7 separate regions of the Mus musculus genome follow, and regions 2, 3, 4, 5, 6 and 7 are each linked to region 1. Evidence: chromatin contacts called from public Hi-C, HiChIP or PLAC-seq and promoter capture Hi-C data. All regions are on one chromosome and are shown on one strand. Each heading gives the region's core, a stretch centred on a gene start, on an enhancer-like site or on the middle of the called end of the contact. The rest is flanking DNA. Distances are from core to core; before and after follow the strand shown.

Region 1 (2,749 bases), core at 172-2,671:
AACAGATCATATGGACTTTGTAGGCTTGTCTTAAGGACTAACATATTCTTCAGGGAAAAAGTATTTAACAGGCAGTGTATACTGTGCATGTTCATGCTCCACGTAATTTGGTTGTTAGGACTGACTAGTAGGATCAATGGTTGTGTAGAAATAGAAAATTAGTACAAGCAAAAGAGAATTAACTGGCTGAGTAGGGGGGAAAGGACAGTAACTATGATCAGAAAATGAGATGTTTGGAATTAGTTTCAACTGCTTCAACTATCCTGGAGAGAGTGGCTACACTGTTGCAAAGGTCAAATTCACTAAAGATGAGGTCTTAGAGCTGAGCTACCAGTGTACTGGGCAACCCCTCAAAATTGTTTTATATATGTGTGTGTGTGTGTGTGTATCTATCTATAAAGATCCGTTTTCTCTTTTGAATAGGGTGAATTCGTGGTACAGACTTGGCTTTGGAGCTATAGGAAGATGCTGACCCCAAAACTTGACCCTGATTTGAGACATGCGTGACTACTCAAACTTCTTAAAACAGGCTATAGTGGAAGTAGTGTCTTTAGCGTAGGTCCAGGTTTTATTATTAAATAATACATACAAGAACCTGTGCTCTAAAACGGGGCACTCCAAGACCATAAATTCTCCCTGAATATCCACTTGAATATGGCTTTCCTGATCCACCTCGAGCTGAGATTAGCAGTGAGTTAGGACTGTCTCCCGCTCAGCCCTGGGATGGCAAATCCCAAGGTTTTTCCTAACCTCAGTTGGAGCAGGAGGGAAGGAGCCGAAAAACGAGGCTATTCTCAGTGTGCAGGACGAGTCATCCTCTAAGAGATGCTTATTGCTTCCATCAACAAACATGAGCGGAACTCACAAGCACTAAACCCCAGTGATACTCCGGACCACCGGGAGATTCGCGGCCACATTCCGGGTCAAGACTAACATCAGCAGGTTACCCAATGGCGGCGACTTTCAAAAGTTTCCTCTGCTTTGCGGAGGTGAAACGTCAGAACTCTGAGAGCAGTAAGGTTCCTTTGGGACGGCCCCAGGCCCTTGTCGTCCAGTTCCGGTGTCCAGCTCCGTACACGTGGGCGCTTTGCCGCTTGAGGGGCGGGGCAGGAGCAGAACCTCCGCTGGAGGGCGAGGCCCGCCCCGCCTTCGGGGCTCCCATGGCTCCCCGCGCACCACTGCCAGATGCTGACGTGTCCTTTCCTTCCCACTACACCTCCCGACACCACCTTCTCAAGACTTCCCCGGAAGTCCCGCCTCAAAACCATCCCGTCACCGCAAATCAGCTCTTTCAGCGCTTCCTGGAGCTCCGCACCCGTTTTGGGACCAAAGGGCGGAGCTTCATAAAGAGAGTGCCTATTGGCTTGAGTTCCAGCGGGTTCTGGACGCTAATTGGCTAGAGGGCGGTGGCGCTCTGGCACGCTTGCGCGGCGAGTAGAACGTGTGGCGGCGGCGGAGATCGCGTCTCCTCTTTTGCTCCCAGTCCCGCTGGTGTTCTAGTGTGCGCCTGGCGCTTCTGTCCAGCCCACCGACGGTAGCCTGTCGCCTGCCTGCTCCTTGTCGCTGCAAGCGCCGACACCCACCCTGACACTTCCAGTCCGGCCGGCCGCCCCACTCGCTGCCTTTCCAGCTCCACACATGGCCTCCTCCGCGCAGAGCAGCGGCTCCTCCGGGGGACCCGCGGTCCCCACCGTGCAGCGGGGCATCGTCAAGATGGTGAGAGCGGGACCCTGGACCCGGACCCCTCTGCTGCTTTGGAGCAGGAGCCAGGCATTGACTTCCTTCTCTCCCGTCAGCCTGCATGGTCTCAGTTTGCTTTTCCTCTGCCCCTTCCTCACTCTCCACCTACTCTCCGAATCTTCACCAGGCAGAACCCGAGAACGAACTTATCTTGACTTTTGCCTCCCGGGCAACCTGTCCATGATTCGCTCGCTGTGATTTTCGTGGGTCGCGGCTTTCGGAGCCCCTACCTGTTTACCAGAAGCAGGTCTATTACCGGTTCATTAACGGAGATAGTTCACGGATAGTTACTCCCATCCCCCTCTTTCTGTCCATTTTGACATATGCCGATTAGTTCGCAGTTTCTCTAGATCCGGACATCTTTTCCTGGAACCCCGGGAGTGCTTGGCTGTCACGAAGCTTGTCTCTGTCCACTGACTCACTTATTCACCCAAAGTTTTCTCAACTCTTTCCCCCTTTTATCTCAATGTCTAGTTTCTAGGCCTGGAAGCTCCTGATTTTCGTGTATTTTTAAATTAAAAATTTAGCCTGGCAGGGATCTTATACTAAGTAGCATTTCTTCACTTCTTAAGGACAAGGAGCCTGTTTTTAAAGAGAGTAACTAACTTGCCTTAAGGGCACATGGCGGTTTGGAGTGGAGCCAATAATAAGAGTCCAGGTGTTCTGATTCCCTGTGTAGGGTTCTTATTATAGATCCTGCTCACTTACCTTTGCTTTCTTTATTCGGAATTTTGAATTCCATCACCTCCACTTCCACACTAATTTTGTAGCATAAGTTCTGTTCTATTTCTTATATTGTTTCTCCTTTTTTTCCTCCCACATCTTGAGGTCTGACATTTCTCGTTTGTTAACAGATTTTTCTGTTTAAGATGGCTGTGATCTTTTCGATTGCTTTTCATATTGTAACTCCAACGACTTTTCTCTCCAGAGTGGAAGACAGTTTCCCCAGAGAGCCAGTTTTTGAAACTTTTTTTGTTTTTGCTGTCCCTGTTGTCTTTCTCAGGATTAA
Region 2 (2,700 bases), core at 112-2,611, 530 kb after region 1:
TAAGCAAACCGTGAGCTGGTTGTACTGGCCCATGGACTCAGAGGCAGGGCTGCCAGGTTTTAGCCAAGGTCAGCCTACAGAAGATGGCCTTGTCTCAAAAAAGGGGTGGTGGTGGTGGAGAAAAACCCAGCATGAAGTAATTTAGCAAGACAAAAATGAGGAATACATAAAGCCAGGTAGAGTTTGAGGGGTCCTGCAAAGGAAGCAGCTTGTATGTTAAACACTAGGGGAGCCATGGACCTTTGTTGAGACATTGAGAAATGAGTGGAAAAAGAAGGTAGTAAGCCAGGGCCAAGAGAATAACACTCCCCACAGTGGGAACAGCAGCAAAGAGCCCAGCAAGTCAGGAGTCTGATGAACCATAGCAGGCCAGTGTGGGCAGAGCAGAGTGGCCACCAGGAGCTTGCAGGAACAGAGGGGCTTGAGATAATTAGAAGCATGGCAGTAGTGTAGCTAGCAAGGGTACATCGAGGTGTGAGGCTAAGAGGAAGGTCTCCTTTGTCTTCCTTACCAGGGCATAGTCGTCCCCCCCCTAGCCACCCCCCCCCCCCCGTGTGAGTGGTCACCAGTCTGCTCCCAGTAGGGGCTCTAAGTCCTGGAATCCTGGGATCATGCAGTATTCCCCACCCTAGCTTTATCTCCCTTTCCTGTGGATATTCTCGGTTCCTTTTATTTTTATCCAGACTTTCTGGATTGGCTTTACTTTGTACACAATCAAATTCACTTGTCCACTTTGATATATTTAGTATTTGTGTGCTCAACAAGAGCCCATCCCTTTGGTGATGGTGTTATTCCGTCTTCTCGTCTGCTTCCCTGTTGCTCAGATAAAACACAGACTGAGGCCCACGTGGGAGGAAACAGTTGATTTGGTTTACCGGTTACAGTCCATCATGAAAGGAAGCCAGGACCCGAGCTCCAGGCAGGAACTGAGGCTGTTGGCTGTTCAGCTACCTTTCTTCTACCTCCCAGGACCACTTGCCCAGGGATGACATTCCCAGGGGGCTGAGCCCTCTCACATCGATCAATAATCAAGGCAAAATCTCCCCGGACATGGCCACACCCGAGCTTGGTGCAAGCATGGCCACATCCCAGCCTGGTGCAAGCATTCCCTCCGTCAAGGTCTCCTCCTTTCTTATGACTCTAGTTTGTGTCAAGTTAAACTAATCATAACAAATGTCTTTGTATCTTTTTATACACTAGGCCTTCTAGGACTCCTGGCCTTAGGCCACTGCTGATCTTTTTGCTACTGTGTTTTCACCTGTTACATAGACTCACATAGTTTGAATCAGGCAGTACACAGTGTTTCTGTGCCTGGCCCATTCCTCTTAGCATAATGTTCTTAAGAGTTCTCATGCTAATACGGCTATCAGTGCCTGGCAAGGTAGCAATTAGAATGCACTTCCTTAACAGTCAAGTCAGCCCCTCGGTCTGGTCTGCTTTCTAGAAAGTGTGAGCGGTTACTGGGAAATGGTGATGCGCTGGATCCATTTTGCTAATATTGACACGTGTTTGACTTCTTCTAAGATGTATTTATTTACATACATGTTTTATTCATGTGTGTGTGTGCCTTCGTGAGTTTATGTGCATCGATGCACTACTACAAGCCATAAGAGGGTATTGGGTCCCTGAAAGTAGAGTCACTGGTGGTTCTGGGAGATCAGTAAGTGCTCTCAACTACTTGGCTATCTCTTTGGCCCCATATATTTGACTTGTATATATTCTATATATCCAACAAAGTTATTTTAATAGTTGTCTTTAAAACAAGTCACAAAGGAAAAGTAACAGCCTTTTAAAATTACCCCATGTATCTAACTTCAAGTGTTCCTCTTTCTCCCTGTAGGATCCCAGTGTCTCTCTGGTGTCTTTCTATTCAGCTTGAAGAACTCCCTTTACCAATGGTCATATGGATAGCTGCAAACCACGAACTCTCTCAGTTTTTACATTTCTGAAGGTTCAATCCTTCGTTTTTGAAAAATATTTTCAATAGATACATAATTTGGAGTTAACAGGTATTTAAGGGCAGGGCTGCTTGTTTTCTTTCAACATTGGAGAAAGGTGTTCCCCTGCCTCCTCCTCACCATCTCCTGTAATCTGTAGTGTTAAGATGTCCCTGCACCCCTCCCCCAATTTTTAGCTTTAGTTTAGAATTTGAGTCATCTCTCTAGCCCCTATGCCTGCCTGCCTGCCTGCCTGCCTCCTTCGTTCCCTCCCTCCCTCCCTCCCTCCCTCCCTCCTTCCTTCCTTCCTTCCTTCCTTCCTTCTTTTCTTTCCAAGTCAGGGTTTCTCTGTGTAGCCCTGACTGTTCTGGAACGCTTCCTGCAGAACAGGCTGGCCACGAATTTGGAGATCCACCTCCTGACACTGCCTTCTGAGTGATGGGATTAAAGACATGCACCACCATGCCTGACCTACCCCCCCCCCCGCCTTTTTTTTTTTTCAAAATAAGCGTTTTTTATTTATTTGCTTGTTTGTTTAGTGTGTGTGTGTGCACAGGCACATATATGTGCACAAATATGGGTTTTGAAGATTGAACTCTGGTTGTCAGGCATAGTAGAAAGTGAGGCATCTTCCTGCCCCACTGGGTCTTTTTTATATCTACCGTTTTTTTCCTGTGGGAATTTCTGTGTGCACTCATGCAAATTTCTAAAGTTTCTTTTCTTTTTTTTGCAAATGTATTTATGTGTTTATTGTGGCATTATA
Region 3 (2,762 bases), core at 215-2,714, 650 kb after region 1:
GAATAAGAAATAATGTATTTGTTTGCCCAGAGAAAAATGTATTTGTTGCAGTAAATCTCCAACCCAAATATGCCCCAGCAATGAAAACACAACTCAATTAATATGAAATACATGCTGTGCACTTAGGTTGGGCAGATCTACTGCTACACTGCCATCTTCCACATCTAAGGGTCTCACAGATGTGGAAGATGGTAGTGTGGTGGTAGATCTGCCCACCTATGAACTTGCCCTTTAGAACTTGCGGTTTCTCCAGGCCACGGGCTTCTGCTCCGCCTTCCCTCTTCCCATCCCCCTCTGCCTCTGCGTCCTCTCTCTCTGAAACCTCCTTCTTCTCCCAACTTTCCACTCCACCTTCCTCTTTTTCTGCCCAATCTTCAGCTCTCCTTTGTTTTACAAATTAAGGTGGGAAGCAGGTTTACAAGAAACCACCTGAGTGTTGACTCATTCCGTGTTCACAGCTACTCACAGGAGAATGGAATTAACATCAAATATAATTAGCCCCAGGGCTATCCAAAACATGTATTTTATTTTTTAAGATTTATTTTGTATTTTTTAAAATCTTATGTGTAGGTGTATGGCCATGTGTATGCATGTGCACCTGAATGCAGTGCTCATGGAATCTACAAGAGGGCAACAGATTCTCTGAAACTGGTCCTGTGTAAGAGCAGTATGTACTTAACCACTAAGCCATCTCTTCAATGCCCTGAGAAAAATCTGTAATACTTCACTGTTCATAATGCATGTAATGAGAGGTGCGTGACTCTTCAGCGTCTCAGCATGTTACTGCTGAGAACAGAGAACTGTCCAAAGACTCGATCCCTGAAGGAAGGAAATTAATGGAGACGGGAGGAAAGAAAACCTGATGGTTTTAGACTTAAAAAACATGTCCTGACATGGGATAAGCCTCAGAATACAGGCAGCTTCAGCTGTTCGGGGTTAGAGTCAGAAACTCTTTGATGCACTTTTTTCTCTAAATGCCAGGATACCGTAAATATCCTTAGGGTCATGAGGAGCACAGAAAATAATTTGAGAAAATACACCACTTATACAATATTACTGCCTGGAGCAGCATGCTGTTCTTCTGTAGCGGAGGAGTCTAAGTATGAAAGCCACAAGCATAGTACAACGGCTCCGTGCATAGATCCTACTCTGTCCACTGCAGAGGAGAAGAAAGAATTCCTGACTTCAATACGCTCACTCGCTTAAAATATCATTCAAGACATCTCACAAATGAAGGACATAAGGGGAAAATAAAATGCTTTTGTCATGATTCCTGGGGAGACGGAAACTAACATCTACTACCCAAGACAGGAACCAAAGATGTCCGTCTTTTGTCAAGGCAACACCAAAGCCAGCTGCCGAGCCAGACTTTACCGGGGTGACTTACAGAAGCAGAAAGGACTCAAAGACAGCTCCACCACCAGAAGCCCACGAGCTGAGCTCACACGCTGAGCGCCTGCAGTTCACTGCACAGCCTGAAGGCAGCTCAACAGGTCAGTGTCTTTTCTGGGTAGCTCAATGGTCTGGGCTTATCAGGTCTCAGCCTCTCCCCAGGAGCTTGGCTGCTGGGCCTCTTCTAGGCTTCAGCCTGTTTGAGAGTCCGTCTTAGCAGTCCCTACCGCTTATATATGCTTGAGGAGTAAGAGGTCTAGAGTATCCAGTCAGGCTCAGAAATGTCCTGAGCCTTTCTAAGCTTACCAACCCACCTTCCTCCAAGATGGAGGCTTTATCTTAGAGGAAATAGTTACACAACCAAAACATAGACTGTACAATGTAGAAGTGCGCTAAACTGTAATGAGTTCAAAATGGGCATACATTAAATACTGTGGGTACTCACCACTAACTGTGGTGTCAGACACGCTCTGACACATTACTGTTCTCTCATGCTATTTCCTCAATACCAAGGAATATGTTAAAGAGGCCTCAGGGTACTAGGCATACAGTTTACAGCTATAAAACAGCAAAGCACACCTACAATATTGGCAATGGCATTTTTAAATGTAAAGATGAACAGATTATGCCAAGTATCTCCAGGATTGGGGATAATGAGATACTATCTATCCTCAAAGAGCTCAGCTTGTCTGGAGAAACCACCAAGTCTGAGGCCAGTATAGAGGTTAACAAACGGTAAGGCCTTCAAAAGAGACAGAGCTGAACTGAATGCTAGTGTGAACTCATAGTCTTCTAACTCAACTGAAGACATGCACAGTCAACATGAAGACTGTGCTTACGGCGGAGTAATATTGAACACACAGTCAATGCTACCGTAGGAGCTAGGGGAAAGGCACAGGGGCACAGTGCTTGCCCTGTGTGATGGTTTGTATATGCTGGGCCCAGGGAGTGGCACTACTGAGGTGTGGCCTTGTTGGAGTAGGTATGTCACTGTGGGCGTGGGCTTTAATAACCTAGTCCTAGCTGCCTGGAAGCAGCCTTCAGATGAAGTTGTAGAACTCTCAGCTCTGCCTGCACCATGCCTGCCTGGATGCTGCCATGTTCCCTCCTTGATGATAATGGACTGAACCTCTGAACCTGTAAGCCAGCCCCAATTAAATGTTGTCCTTTATAAGACTTGGTCATGGTGTCTGTTCACAGCATTAGAACCCTAACTTAATGTCTTAAGTAGGAGAACCTGAGTTCAGATTCCGAGAACCAATGTAAAAGAACCACTAGGCATGGTGGTGTCTGTAGTCTCAGTGGCCCTGTGGTGGGATAAGGAGCTTCTGTAGAAACAGAAGCTCTAAGAACAGTAAGCATGGCTGTGC
Region 4 (2,715 bases), core at 191-2,690, 870 kb after region 1:
GTTTTGACTGGACTTAAATTCTAGAGGCTTTGCTATTCATTTCATACATGTTGAAAATAAAGTAGCTCTCAGGCTGGTGAGATGGCTCAGTGGGTAAGAGCACCCGACTGCTCTTCCGAAGGTCCAGAGTTCAAATCCCAGCAACCACATGGTGGCTCACAATCATCCATAACAAGATCTGACTCCCTCTTCTGGAGTGTCTGAAGACAGCTACAGTGTATTTACATATAATAATAAATAAATCTTTAAAAAAAAGAAAGAAAATAAAGTAGCTCTCAATGAATACATGTTTTAATTTCATGGCATTGAGTAGGTGATGGGTTTACTAAGGTTATATAGTTCAGTGGTAGAATGGACAACTAGAATCCTGCACAGAGTCTGGGTTCAAACTCTCCTGTCCCCCGCCCCTCCAAACAAACAAACAAAAAAACAAATTGCTAATTTCCTATGTTTCTTTTAAATCAGGGGCCTTCAACGCAACGGGTTTCTTCCATTCAGTTTCTTCTATTCAGTTCACTTAGTATTGCTGAGAATTTCCTTGGACCTGGGCTGTAAGCTGGGAGCTCCTGATGTGTAAGTCAGGCAGATCTTATTTTGGCACTTGGTCTAATCGAAGACATAAGGACAAGCACCGTTATTAAACAATATCTGGCTGCGTACTGAAAATGCAAACTGCCAGGAAAGCACATGCGTATTATCTGTTTACTGACCAGGAAAGATTCCTAAAACTAACACCTTAACTGAGCACTGGCAACTTCACGACTACAGCTTCCCCTAAGACATTCCAGGATGACAACCTGTTTCATGACTGATGGCTTTCAGTAGCTGAAAAATCGAGAAAACATACTTCAGGCAGAGGAAGCCGCTTTGTGGACAAAGACCACATGGGTGTAAAATGTAAGGCTGTAAGGCTGTTAGGGGAGGCCGGGATCATGATGGTTTAGGCAGAGATGCGAAAGAGCATGGTGGGTGAGAATCGAAGCTGAAAGGTGCGTGTTGGCGGGGCGGAGAGCTGCTCAGTAGATCTGACTCTAGAGCCAGAAGTTGGGCTCATTCGCAGTGGGTGGTGACGTTACAGCGGGACTATTCCGGCCCCAGGGGCTTGGAGGCAGGAAGAAAGCCATCGGAATTACACTAGAAGCCTAGGGAATCAGGGTTGCCTGCCGTAAATGAGGTCGTTGCGGTCAGTGGGCCAAGGTCAGCGAGCCGCGCCCACACACCCAAGAGCAAGGAGCTGGGACTCAGAGTCCCCACGGGCTGGGCAACCCGAGCTGGGCGGGAATCCGGTCCACGCAACTCGGCGCGCTCGCGGGGACGTGGCGATTTCCAGCCAATCCCGGCCACGCGATTGTGAGACCAATGGCCGTACGAAGAAGCCATACGTCAGCAGTGATCGTGCCGGGGATTGGTGTGAAGACCCCCGACAAGTCGGATGGGGGCGGGGCCATTAACCACTTCCGGTTGGGCGGTGCTTGTGCGCGGGAGCTCACTCCCTGGGTGAGCCGCAGCCACGGTATCCTGCGGCGTGGAGCTCCCGGGAAAGGTAAGTTCTGTGGTGCTGGGTGGGTCCTGGTTCGCTCTTATTCTGTCCGTCGGCCCTGTTCCCCATTCGTAGTGGGTGTCCTCACTCCGGTCTCAGTGCACCGGGATGGGCCCGAGGCTCCACTCTGGCCCTCAGAGTGCGGTCCCCGACTTGCTGTCCCGCAGCTCTGCGGAAAGGGTTGTAGCTCCCGGGCCCTGCGCCCTCCTGGGCACCGTTTTTGTGCCTGGTTTCGCGCGTCCTTGATCTCCTCCCCGGGTTCCTCCACTCAGTGTCCCTGGGACTAGAGGGTCACTTTTGTTTGTTTCCTGAAGGTCGGAGAGAATTGGGTAGAGAGTTTTAGTATCCGCTCCCTGCCACCTCGCCGGACTCTTGGGAGCTGCCACCCCGCCCCAAGGCCACATCCCGAGAATTGAGTTGCAAGTGCCAAGAAAGAAAGTGTTAGCTGTCTTACAGGGTGTAGGAACATGGAGAACAAAACGATTGAAAACATAATGTCATTATTTTTAAAACTTCTTGTTAATTAGAAAAGAACGTCGCAGTTTTCTATGTTTGGCTGGATATTGTCATTAATGGAAATAGTTTTCACGTGTTAATTAGGGAGTTAATTACCTTTAAGTAATCACGGGTTTTTTGCTTGTCATTCCCAAGTGTTCTGATTTTTGATATGCTGTATACAGAAGTGAGCTTAATTTTAATTCGCGATAGTTGCTGTAATTAAGAGTGGTTTGCATTTTGTAAAGTTCCTTTTGCATGAGTGGGAAAGATCAGTGGATCTGCTAAGACTTTTGGTTCTTTGATCGAAATTCCTAAGCGTTCAAAGCCTTGGAACAGGGTTTTTTAAGAATTGCATTCACTTCCTGTCATGAACCATCAAGTCAGCATTAATAAGTTGGGAATGATAGCGCTCCAGTTTAATTTAACATGAAGGTAGAGTGACCTGGAGTGGCTGATAATTATTCTTTGCTATACCTGAAAGCTGACCCAGGAGAAGTATATATTTGACCTCATTCAGTTAGATTTAAGTATCGAGCAATAGTCACTGCTAAAGAACTTGTGTTCTTCTGTCCAAATGTGGGACCAGAGAGAACCTATTACTTGTGTGTAAGATACCTATTACTATTACTATGTCTGTCTGGTCCGACTATGAGTTTGGCAGTGTTTCAGGGGTCTCC
Region 5 (2,700 bases), core at 58-2,557, 680 kb after region 1:
CCTCAAGGTTGCTGTTTCCTGAATTCAGACTGTTTTATCCCCCCAGTTCTTAGTTCACTCTCCTCAAACAGGTCTTCCCTAGCCACCCTATCTACACACACACATTCCCTCTTTTGACTTTTCTCCTTAGCATAAATTTATCACCATTATCAACATATAGTTTGGCTATTTGTTGGCTGTCTTTCAAACCATAAGTGTATGAGAACAGAATCTGCGTCAGTGATTTAGTGTCACACACCTGTTGTATCCTAAGGGCAGCCAGCAATGTTCTAAAATACAGTTGGCATCCAACAAGTAATAAATAAATAAACAGATGAATGCATAGGATGTGCTAACGTGCTAATCAAACTGAGTCCTCTCACTAGCCAGATCAACTCCAGACCATTTAATGTCTTTAAAGATTATATTCCTTTATTTAAAAAAAATGGGGTTAAGGCTCTTTGTCCTATAAGATTGTTGAGAACATTAAGTAAGTTAACCCATGTCAAACTAAGCACTCTTCCGGCCTAGCAGCCATCTCAATAAGCCGCACTGGTGCTTTATTAAACGTTACTTTGGGATGTTTGTTGAAGACGGGGTCTCGCTATGTAATCCAAGTTGTCCTGAACTCGCTATTATATAGACCTGGCTGTCCTCGAATTACCAGCAATCCTCCTGCCACAGCCTTCCCAGATGCTGGGATTACTACCATTACTCCAAGCTAATGGGCCTGCGTTTGAACTCCTGAACACGCGTAATAAAGGGGAAAACGCAATGGAAACGTTAAGTGAGTGCTTTGCCTTTCATAAATCAACCTTATTGGCCGATCTCCAGCTGAGTCCGTTTAGAAAAGAATCTTAGCTCCCGGTCCCGTACTTCTGGAGAGAGCAAAGAACTTGCTGGGATGGCTCACGTCATTAATCGGAGGATTCAGGAGGCAGAAGCACACGGGCTACCGGTAGCGAATCCGAGGCCAGTTAGGGCTAAAGAGTGAGAGCCCTGTCTCAAAACAAACAGATCATAACTATAGAGCTCCCTGAAATTGGGTTGTTCCCATACCTTTGCACATGCCCTCTGCACCATCCCACTCCTTACCTTTCTCTGTCACCACGAAGCACTGCTTCACCGGACCCACCTGACTGAACAGCTCTTCCAGCTGATCGCTGCGAGCCGAGGGCGGGAGACGGCCCACGAATAAAGTCAGACCGGCCATGAGACCGAGAGACAAGCGCGTGAGGCTGCGAGCACCTCACGCCGGCGCGAGCGAGGGCTGGGATGAGCTCTGGCAGGAAGGCGGTGCCGAGTTGCCGGGAAATTCAGGAAGTCCTCTTTGCTCAAAAGAGTCCGGGAGGAAACGCAGACTGGAAGGAATAGTTCCGGAAAGAAAAAGAAAAATGACGTCCTGGGGGCGGAGCTTCTTGAACGACGGTCTCTGTGCAGTCCCAGCACCGCCCCCGCCACTGGGGGAAACTTGACATCAACAGCTTAAAATTCTCTTAAAATCTTTCATTTAGGAACTCGACCCCAAATTCACCAAAGCAGGCAGAAGTCATTTTCCCCCTAAGCCTGCCCTCATCTGACATAGAGTGGGTGTTCAATAAGTTTTTTTCTGAAGAGTTGCCACATATCACGCGGGGGGAAAAAAACACATATGCAAAACGTCATAGACACAAGCATGTAACATACATAATTTGAACTAGTCACATGTCCTCAGAAAACATGAGACAAACTGTCACTTGGCCGCAGAGACAAATTGTATCTACTAAAATCCCCAGAGAACAAATACTACGTACGAAATCATATTTTCAATTCTTACTGATTGAGCTCCTACTTATATATTAGGAGTAAAATTCATTGCCGAAAAAAAAAGACATGGTCCCTGCCGTCATATAAAATAGAGTCCAGAGTGAGAGACAGACGTTTATTTTTAAAATCTTACAAAATCTCTGCAAGATCACATCAGAGCACACGGAAGCCAAACATAACACCCAGCTATATGCACAGACCTAGGATGCACTGCTGCCCAGAGACAGAAGATCTTCATTTATGTCTGTTTATCAGACAGACTGGAGGCTACCCACAGTGTTTAACACTCAGTGGGCTTCACTGTCTGTCTTACATGGAAAAATGCTGTGCTTGCAGAATGCCTAGCTGCAAAAAGTACCCTAGGCACTTTTAAAGTCTTTACTTTTAAGTTACAACAGCTCAGTAGGTAGAAAACACCACAAAAGATGAAAGGCACAGTGAAAATCCCCAAGAGTTATCCACATTCAATATAATGGATGGACGGATGGATGGATGGATGGATGGATGGATGACGTGTAGGTAGTAGTGGTGGGAGGAATGTGCTAAGCATGAAATTTATGAAGTCCTAGTAGGCTTCAAATAATTAATATGTGCTTTTAGAAAAAGAACCCCCACCACAGTTATATTTTAAATAGATAAATCAGAAGAAAAGGCACTGAAATACAAAACAGATTGTCAAGGCTACCATAAAGTCGATCCTATCTTACATAAAAAGTAAAGTGGGCAAAAGAAGTAGAATCTTTTAAACAAAATTGGTTTGGAATTCCACATCCTCCTCAAGAATCAAATTCTAAGTGGGGCAGTGGTGGCGCACGCCTTTAATCCCGGCACTCGGGAGGCAGAGGCAGGCGGATCTCTGAGTTCGAGGCCAACCTGGTCTACAAAGCAAGTTCCAGGACAGCCAGGGCTACACAG
Region 6 (2,700 bases), core at 92-2,591, 580 kb after region 1:
AATGGCAGAGGGCTCTGTTCTCTGTCCATAGACAAGGAAGCCTGCCAGTGGTGGAGAGCAGGGCCTATGCAAAACAGGGGGGGTTCTGTGGGCAGAAGGGATGGACCTGACTCCAGGAACGCCCATAAGAGACGGGCAGGACTGGGAGCCAGGAGCAGCCAGCGCAGGTGTGTGTAGGTTTCATAGTTTGCAGGTTAGCAAACAATTCTCGCTTGGCAGGCCAAGAGGGAAATAAAGGTTACCCCGTGGGTACTTATACAAGAGAAAACAAGACAATTTTTGGTTGACCAAATTCAGAACTTTATTTGAGGATGCTAAAGTTTTAATTTCTTAAACTTCTCATGTCAGAACTATTGTTCTTGTTTGTTTCCCAGCCATTTAATAATGTCTTATAAAAAAAATCATGCTATTTCTATTTTTGTACCGGGTAGTACCAAACCAGGCAGTCAGGATTTAGGGGTTAGTCAGGGTCTTTCTACTCAAAGTAACTGTCTGGCTGGTTCTGAGGATGATGGTTTGTTTTCAAAGCTATTTTCAGTTGGGGTGAACTCAATAGGCCTGATCCAGTTGTTTCACACCTGGATCCCTGGCTATCTCTAATCCTTAACAACTAGCTGAGGTTTTAAGACAGAAAGCTGAACTGTTCTGTATCTGTTTCCTCCCATTAGGAACCCAATGATATTCTTGCCTTAATGAAAAAAAAAAAAAAAAAAAACAACAACCGAAAACAACAACAACAACAAACCAAACAAACATTGTTTGATCAGGGACAGGCCCTTGCCACCTGCCCCTGGGACTGGTCCAGAGCATCCCTAAACACACTTGCGACCTTCGAAGCAGGTGCATTCTGTGATGTCACAGGATGAAATGAGACGACTGTTCTTCGGGTACCAAAGGAAGACAAGTTGCCCTGAGCTTGGGACCAGTTTCTCCTCTGAGCAGCCAGGTTAGGTATGCAAAGAGCTGTCGGAAAAAGCAGCTGGCAGAGTCCTGGCTCACTGGTCTCCCTGTCCCCAAGCCAGCCTTCTGTAGCCTCTTGCTCCCTGCGGTGCTGGAAGCACCATCCCAAGGGACCCGTCCTTAAACTACCGCTGCTCAGTAGCTGCTGGCCGGACCTCGAGGATTACCGGCTCATACCAAGCGCCCCCAAACTTGCACTCGAGGGCGCGGCTGAAGTTCTCCCTCGAGGCGCCTAGAATGGAGCACTAGGTTGCTGCTGCCACTGTTGCTGGCCCGCTGGGTGGGGCGGGAGTTGGCGCTCGCAGGGACTGGGGCTGGCCGGACAGTTGCGCAAGTGGCACTGGGGCAGTTATAAGAGGGGCAGGCAGGCATGGAGCCCCGGAGGGATCCCTGCTCCAGCAGCTGCAAGGTAAGGCCCGGGGCGCGCTACTTTCTCCTCCACCAGTCTTTCTAATAGCACCCCATCCAGCTCTGGAAATTAGAGAAACTGAGGCAAGAAGGAGGTCATGTGGACAGCTTGGTGTTGAATTCAGTAGTTTTGCAGCGAGGGACTCTGCAGACAGAGGGAAGGCTGTTGGGAGCTGAAAGGCATTAAATTCCTGGCTGGGCCGGCCTGTGCCCACAGGGCACCAACCTGTTCTTGCAAAGCCAGCCAGGGCTCCAAGCCTGTCTTTGGTCTGCAGACTTGAGATGGTTAGGTTTCCCACAGCGTTCAGATGGAAAAAGCAAGGCTGGACGTGTAGTGAGGCAGCCACAGCTTTCCGCCTTCCTGAAGGCCAGATACAACCTTGCTTTGCTGTTGAGAGTTCATTTTCCAGTGAGGGCCTACCTAGTACTAAAACTACTGTTGAATACAGGTGGGTAGAAAAACTGTCAGGAAGAACCCAGTCCCCTCCCACCTTCACCCCCAACTTGAGCGTGCACACACAAACACACACACACACAACCAAACAAACCATCATCAACAATAAAAAAGCTAGGGCTCTCTCCACATCTGTCCCAAAGCCATTCAAATTCTCTTCTTTGGGGAACAGAACAGCAGATTGTGGAGAAGGCTTGTAACCTGCACAGTTTTTGCTGGTAGGCATTTCTACCCAAGATGGTTAAATACACGTTGCCAGCCTGAGGTCCCTGCATGCCCCTCCTTCAGCTTTCTTTCTTGCTGGGGTTAGTATTACTGCATTGTGGGTATGGTGCCCTTACACTACTCTATGTCTTACTGGGTGCATTAGATATGCCACGATGCCCTGTGTACATTGCTGCTTGGGAGAGGACAAAGCAAGCCAGTCATTTCTATTGGGAGCATGGGACTCAGGAGAGGCAGGCAGAGGGCAGGGATTTGGTGGCACCATCCTGGGAGCATAGGCTCTCTGAGCACTCTTTGCAAGGTGGGAATGGAATTCCAGTAGTGAGAGTCATATTTTTCGTAGAGTTTGTGATGGGCAGTGGTCAGCTGGGGCTGGGGGAGAGCATCTCTGACCTATTGCTGATTTGTACGGTGCATGGAACCAAACTTGAAAGGAGGCATGTCTAACAGTCACTCTCCTGGTGACTATAAGGACCACACTGATCATGTATTTCATTGAGGCACGAGAGAAGCACCTCTCTCTCTCCCCCTCAGACTTCTTTTTTTGGTTCTTTCCTTTCTCAAGCACTCAAGATACTGGGCTTAGGGGAACATGCCCGTGTTGGCTAAAGAAGCATCCTTCTCATATTTGGTAGATCTCAAACCCAAGTAAC
Region 7 (2,700 bases), core at 130-2,629, 790 kb after region 1:
CACACCAACCCCCCCCCTCCTTGTAGTAACTATCGTGTTCACTTAGACCTGCCCCTAATTCTTGAGGGCTTTCCCCACTTGAGGGCTTGTCCCAGGAATCTTTTCTGAGATTCCCCCTTTGGGTCAGCACCTCTCCTTTGCGTTGGTTGGAGCCGGCAGGTGACTGGTAAGGCAGGTCAGTTTCCAGGTATGAAATCTAGACCATGACCTCCTCCCTCTCTAGTTCAAGCAAAAGGCAACTTTAAAAGAAAATAGCTTATTTTTAAAGAAAAAAAAATAATCTAAAATCCAATGCCCTCCCGGGGTACCGGAGCCACTGAAGGCAAGGCGATCCGTCCAAACGCCGTAAAAAGCCGAGACCAAAGCCAGGACAAATATTTTACTTTCATTCGGGAGGGCTCGAGAACAGTCGCAGGTACACTACAAGAACCTGACTCAAAAAACAAAGGAAGGAAGGGAGGGAGGGAGGGAGGGAGGGAGGGGGAGAGAGAGAGAGAGAGAGAGAGAGAGAGAGAGAGAGAGAGAGAGAGAGAGAGAGAGAGAGAGAGAGAGAAGAGAAGAGAAGAGGAGAAAAGGAAGAGAAGAGAGGAGAGGAGAGGAGAGGAGAGGAGAGGAGAGGAGAGGAGAGGAGAGGAGAGGAGAGGAGAGGAGAGGAGAGGAGAGGAGAGGAGAAAAGGAAGAGAAGAGAGGAGAGGAGAGGAGAGGAGAGGAGAAAAGGAAGAGGAGAGGAGAGGAGAGGAGAGGAGAGGAGAGGAGAGGAGAAGAGAAGAGAAGAGAAGAGAAGAGAAGAGAAGAGAAGAGAAGAGAAGAGAAGAGAAGAGAAGAGAAGAGAAGAGAAGAGAAGAGAAGAGAAGAGAAGAGAAGAGAAGAAAAGAAAAGAAGGGCTGGTGAGATGGCTCAGTGGGTAAGAGCACCCGACTGCTCTTCCGAAGGTCCAGAGTTCAAATCCCAGCAACCACATGGTGGCTCACAACCATCCGTAACAAGATCTGACTCCCTCTTCTGGTGTGTCTGAAGACAGCTACAGTGTACTTACATATAATAATAAATAAATCTTTAAAAAAAAAAAAAAAAGAAAAGAAAAGGAGGGCGGAAGGAAGGAACTCCTGCGGGGCCTTCCCACACTGCCCGGGCGTCACTTCAAGTACTGCATCCAGCAATGGGGGAGGGGGTAAAGGCGCCTTTTGGCTCCTGATCTTCTAGAAGGCGGCCGGTGAGGCTGAACCTCATGCTGTTCACTCTGGACTGCAGTGAATCAACCGCGAGCCGCGTGCTTTCCGTGACTCCCCGAGAACTCTGCGGCGACGCTGCTGACGCAGGGCTGGATGGCCAGCGGACGTGCCCCAGGGCGAGCTCGTGCAGGTTCGGTACGCGTGCGCAGTCTCCGAGGAGCCTCGCCCAGAAGGGGCGGGGCTTTGGGAGGTCCGTTTGTCTTTGGGGCTTATTTCTATCCAGAGCAGTGCCTGCGTGGAGCTTCCACGTTGCGACTCAGCCGACCTTCTTCCTTACTCCTGCACGACCTGGTGTGACTGTGAGCAGCCGTCTCTCAACTTTTCCTTCTGAGGTAACTGGCCCAGGACCCCCCAGGCCGGAGGCCGAGACATGGATCCCTTGTCCCATCGGTCGGGCTACTTGCGTTCGAGTCAGGGCTTTGCCTCCACCGGCTCTCTCTGCGTCGCCCAATCTATGAACTCCATGGGCCACCTTTGTTTGCCCACCAGGTTTCACCAAAGTACCTTAGCCTTCCCTTCCTGTCACCGCTTTAGAGTGTTGTGTAGTAACTGCCCCTTTGAAGGCTGAGTTCTTGTCTGTAGGACGACCATGTGGCCCAGAGTACCTTTCAGAGTGCCTGAGCTATTTAAAAGCATTCAAAGATGTTTGGATAAATTAACTAGATTTGACTCTTTGCTATTTTCTGTTTGCTACTTTTTGTTTTGTGGTACTCCGAATTGAACCTAGAATCTTGTATGTGCTAGATACAGCTTATACCACTCACTGGGGTGCATTACCTACCAGCCCCTTATGTTTACTTTTGAGACAAGGCTTCACTAAATCTTCCAAATTAGCTTTGCATTCTCTATAGCTCGGGCAAACCTTAAACATGCATTCCTTCTGCCTCAGCCTCCTTCATAGCTGGGATTACAGGCTTTTGTCACCCTTATCGTTTATATTGACGATATTATATTCAAGAAGTTTATAAATCCCCTGGAGGTGGTGGTGGCGGCGCGGCGGTGGCGGCCCGCGGAGGCCCGCGGACACCTTTAATCGCAGCCCTTAAGAGGTAGAAGCATGGAGGATCTCCGTGAGTTCGAGGCCAGCCGTACAGAGCTAGTTCTAGGACAGCCTGAGCTACACAAAGAAACCATGTCTCTGGAGGCAAAAAAGTTTGTAATCAACTTGGATGTATGATACAGGAGAAACTTAGACAGGTTGTTTGCTCTAGGACATATCCCTATTTCTTATTCTTGGGGCACTATGCTAGGGTGGGCAAGCACTCTATATACCACTGAGTTATATTTCAGCTCACTTTTTTTTTTTTTTCGAGGCAGGGTTTCTCTATGTAGCCCTGGCTGTCCTGGAACGCACTCTGTAGACCAGACTAGCCTCTAACTCAGAAATCCTCCTGCCTCTGCCTCCCAAGTGCTGGGATTAAAGGCGTGCACCACCATTGCCCTGCTCCACATTTTACTTTTTGAGTCA

What was found. Promoter capture Hi-C pulls out the DNA fragments that hold promoters and counts their contacts. Hi-C and Micro-C count contacts between places; a contact is called where the count stands out from the background. HiChIP or PLAC-seq counts read pairs in DNA pulled down with a chosen protein or histone mark. Capture Hi-C pulls out chosen DNA fragments and counts their contacts.
Region 2: a contact with region 1 is called in an H3K4me3 HiChIP or PLAC-seq map of embryonic stem cells, with 7 times the contacts expected there. The contact joins the enhancer-like site here to the promoter of Snd1 in region 1. A contact is called at or near these places in 1 of 39 promoter capture datasets (hippocampal neurons) and 13 of 115 datasets of contacts at active chromatin or transcription factors (craniofacial prominence, embryonic basal ganglia, embryonic forebrain and 6 more).
Region 3: a contact with region 1 is called in an H3K4me3 HiChIP or PLAC-seq map of embryonic stem cells, with 5 times the contacts expected there. The contact joins the enhancer-like site here to the promoter of Snd1 in region 1. A contact is called at or near these places in 5 of 39 promoter capture datasets (the 3T3-L1 cell line, frontonasal cranial neural crest, hippocampal neurons and 1 more) and 6 of 115 datasets of contacts at active chromatin or transcription factors (the 230-238 cell line, bone marrow-derived macrophages, embryonic forebrain and 1 more).
Region 4: a contact with region 1 is called in a Hi-C map of memory CD8 T cells, with 11 times the contacts expected there. The contact joins the promoter of Calu here to the promoter of Snd1 in region 1. A contact is called at or near these places in 3 of 484 Hi-C or Micro-C datasets (CD4 T cells, embryonic stem cells and memory CD8 T cells).
Region 5: a contact with region 1 is called in a promoter capture Hi-C map of liver, with 3 times the contacts expected there. The contact joins the promoter of Rbm28 here to the promoter of Snd1 in region 1. A contact is called at or near these places in 8 of 39 promoter capture datasets (the 3T3-L1 cell line, 3T3-L1-derived adipocytes, the HPC-7 cell line and 3 more), 1 of 484 Hi-C or Micro-C datasets (CD8 T cells), 13 of 115 datasets of contacts at active chromatin or transcription factors (the NIH/3T3 cell line, astrocytes, bone marrow-derived macrophages and 8 more) and 2 of 9 other capture datasets (adipose tissue and liver).
Region 6: a contact with region 1 is called in a promoter capture Hi-C map of embryonic stem cells, with 3 times the contacts expected there. The contact joins the promoter of Lep here to the promoter of Snd1 in region 1. A contact is called at or near these places in 1 of 39 promoter capture datasets (embryonic stem cells), 5 of 115 datasets of contacts at active chromatin or transcription factors (the NIH/3T3 cell line, the SCID.adh cell line, embryonic forebrain and 2 more) and 1 of 9 other capture datasets (pancreatic islet).
Region 7: an H3K4me3 HiChIP or PLAC-seq map of the 230-238 cell line shows a contact between it and region 1, with 10 read pairs. The contact joins the promoter of Hilpda here to the promoter of Snd1 in region 1. A contact is called at or near these places in 5 of 39 promoter capture datasets (3T3-L1-derived adipocytes, the C10 cell line, liver and 2 more), 1 of 484 Hi-C or Micro-C datasets (CD8 T cells) and 5 of 115 datasets of contacts at active chromatin or transcription factors (the 230-238 cell line, bone marrow-derived macrophages, embryonic stem cells and 2 more).

The regions. Positions count from the first base shown.
Region 1 is chr6:28,478,927-28,481,675 of GRCm38.p6, forward strand. Snd1 (staphylococcal nuclease and tudor domain containing 1) reads left to right here and starts at 1,422. Exons shown (of 24, transcript NM_019776.2): 1 at 1,422-1,716. The coding sequence starts at 1,639.
Region 2 is chr6:29,004,645-29,007,344 of GRCm38.p6, forward strand. No RefSeq gene overlaps it. Among named protein-coding and RNA genes, the nearest start is that of Mir129-1, 17 kb to the right of the region's middle. Within about 2 kb of position 1,362, at least 6 of the 459 cell types and tissues checked have an H3K27ac peak or open chromatin away from gene starts, as enhancers often do. A contact at or near this core is called in embryonic stem cells, where this site is marked.
Region 3 is chr6:29,131,822-29,134,583 of GRCm38.p6, forward strand. The region is part of intron 14 of Rbm28 (RNA binding motif protein 28); the gene reads right to left. Among named protein-coding and RNA genes, the nearest start is that of Gm25589, 20 kb to the left of the region's middle. Within about 2 kb of position 1,465, at least 9 of the 459 cell types and tissues checked have an H3K27ac peak or open chromatin away from gene starts, as enhancers often do. A contact at or near this core is called in embryonic stem cells, where this site is marked.
Region 4 is chr6:29,346,666-29,349,380 of GRCm38.p6, forward strand. Calu (calumenin) reads left to right here and starts at 1,441. Exons shown (of 7, transcript NM_007594.4): 1 at 1,441-1,543.
Region 5 is chr6:29,163,417-29,166,116 of GRCm38.p6, forward strand. Rbm28 (RNA binding motif protein 28) reads right to left here and starts at 1,308. Exons shown (of 19, transcript NM_133925.2): 1 at 1,075-1,308. The coding sequence starts at 1,192.
Region 6 is chr6:29,058,880-29,061,579 of GRCm38.p6, forward strand. It overlaps Lep (leptin), which reads left to right and starts at 1,342. Exons shown (of 3, transcript NM_008493.3): 1 at 1,342-1,369. RefSeq lists promoters at 581-1,350, 1,183-1,350.
Region 7 is chr6:29,271,247-29,273,946 of GRCm38.p6, forward strand. It overlaps Hilpda (hypoxia inducible lipid droplet associated), which reads left to right and starts at 1,380. Exons shown (of 2, transcript NM_023516.5): 1 at 1,380-1,564.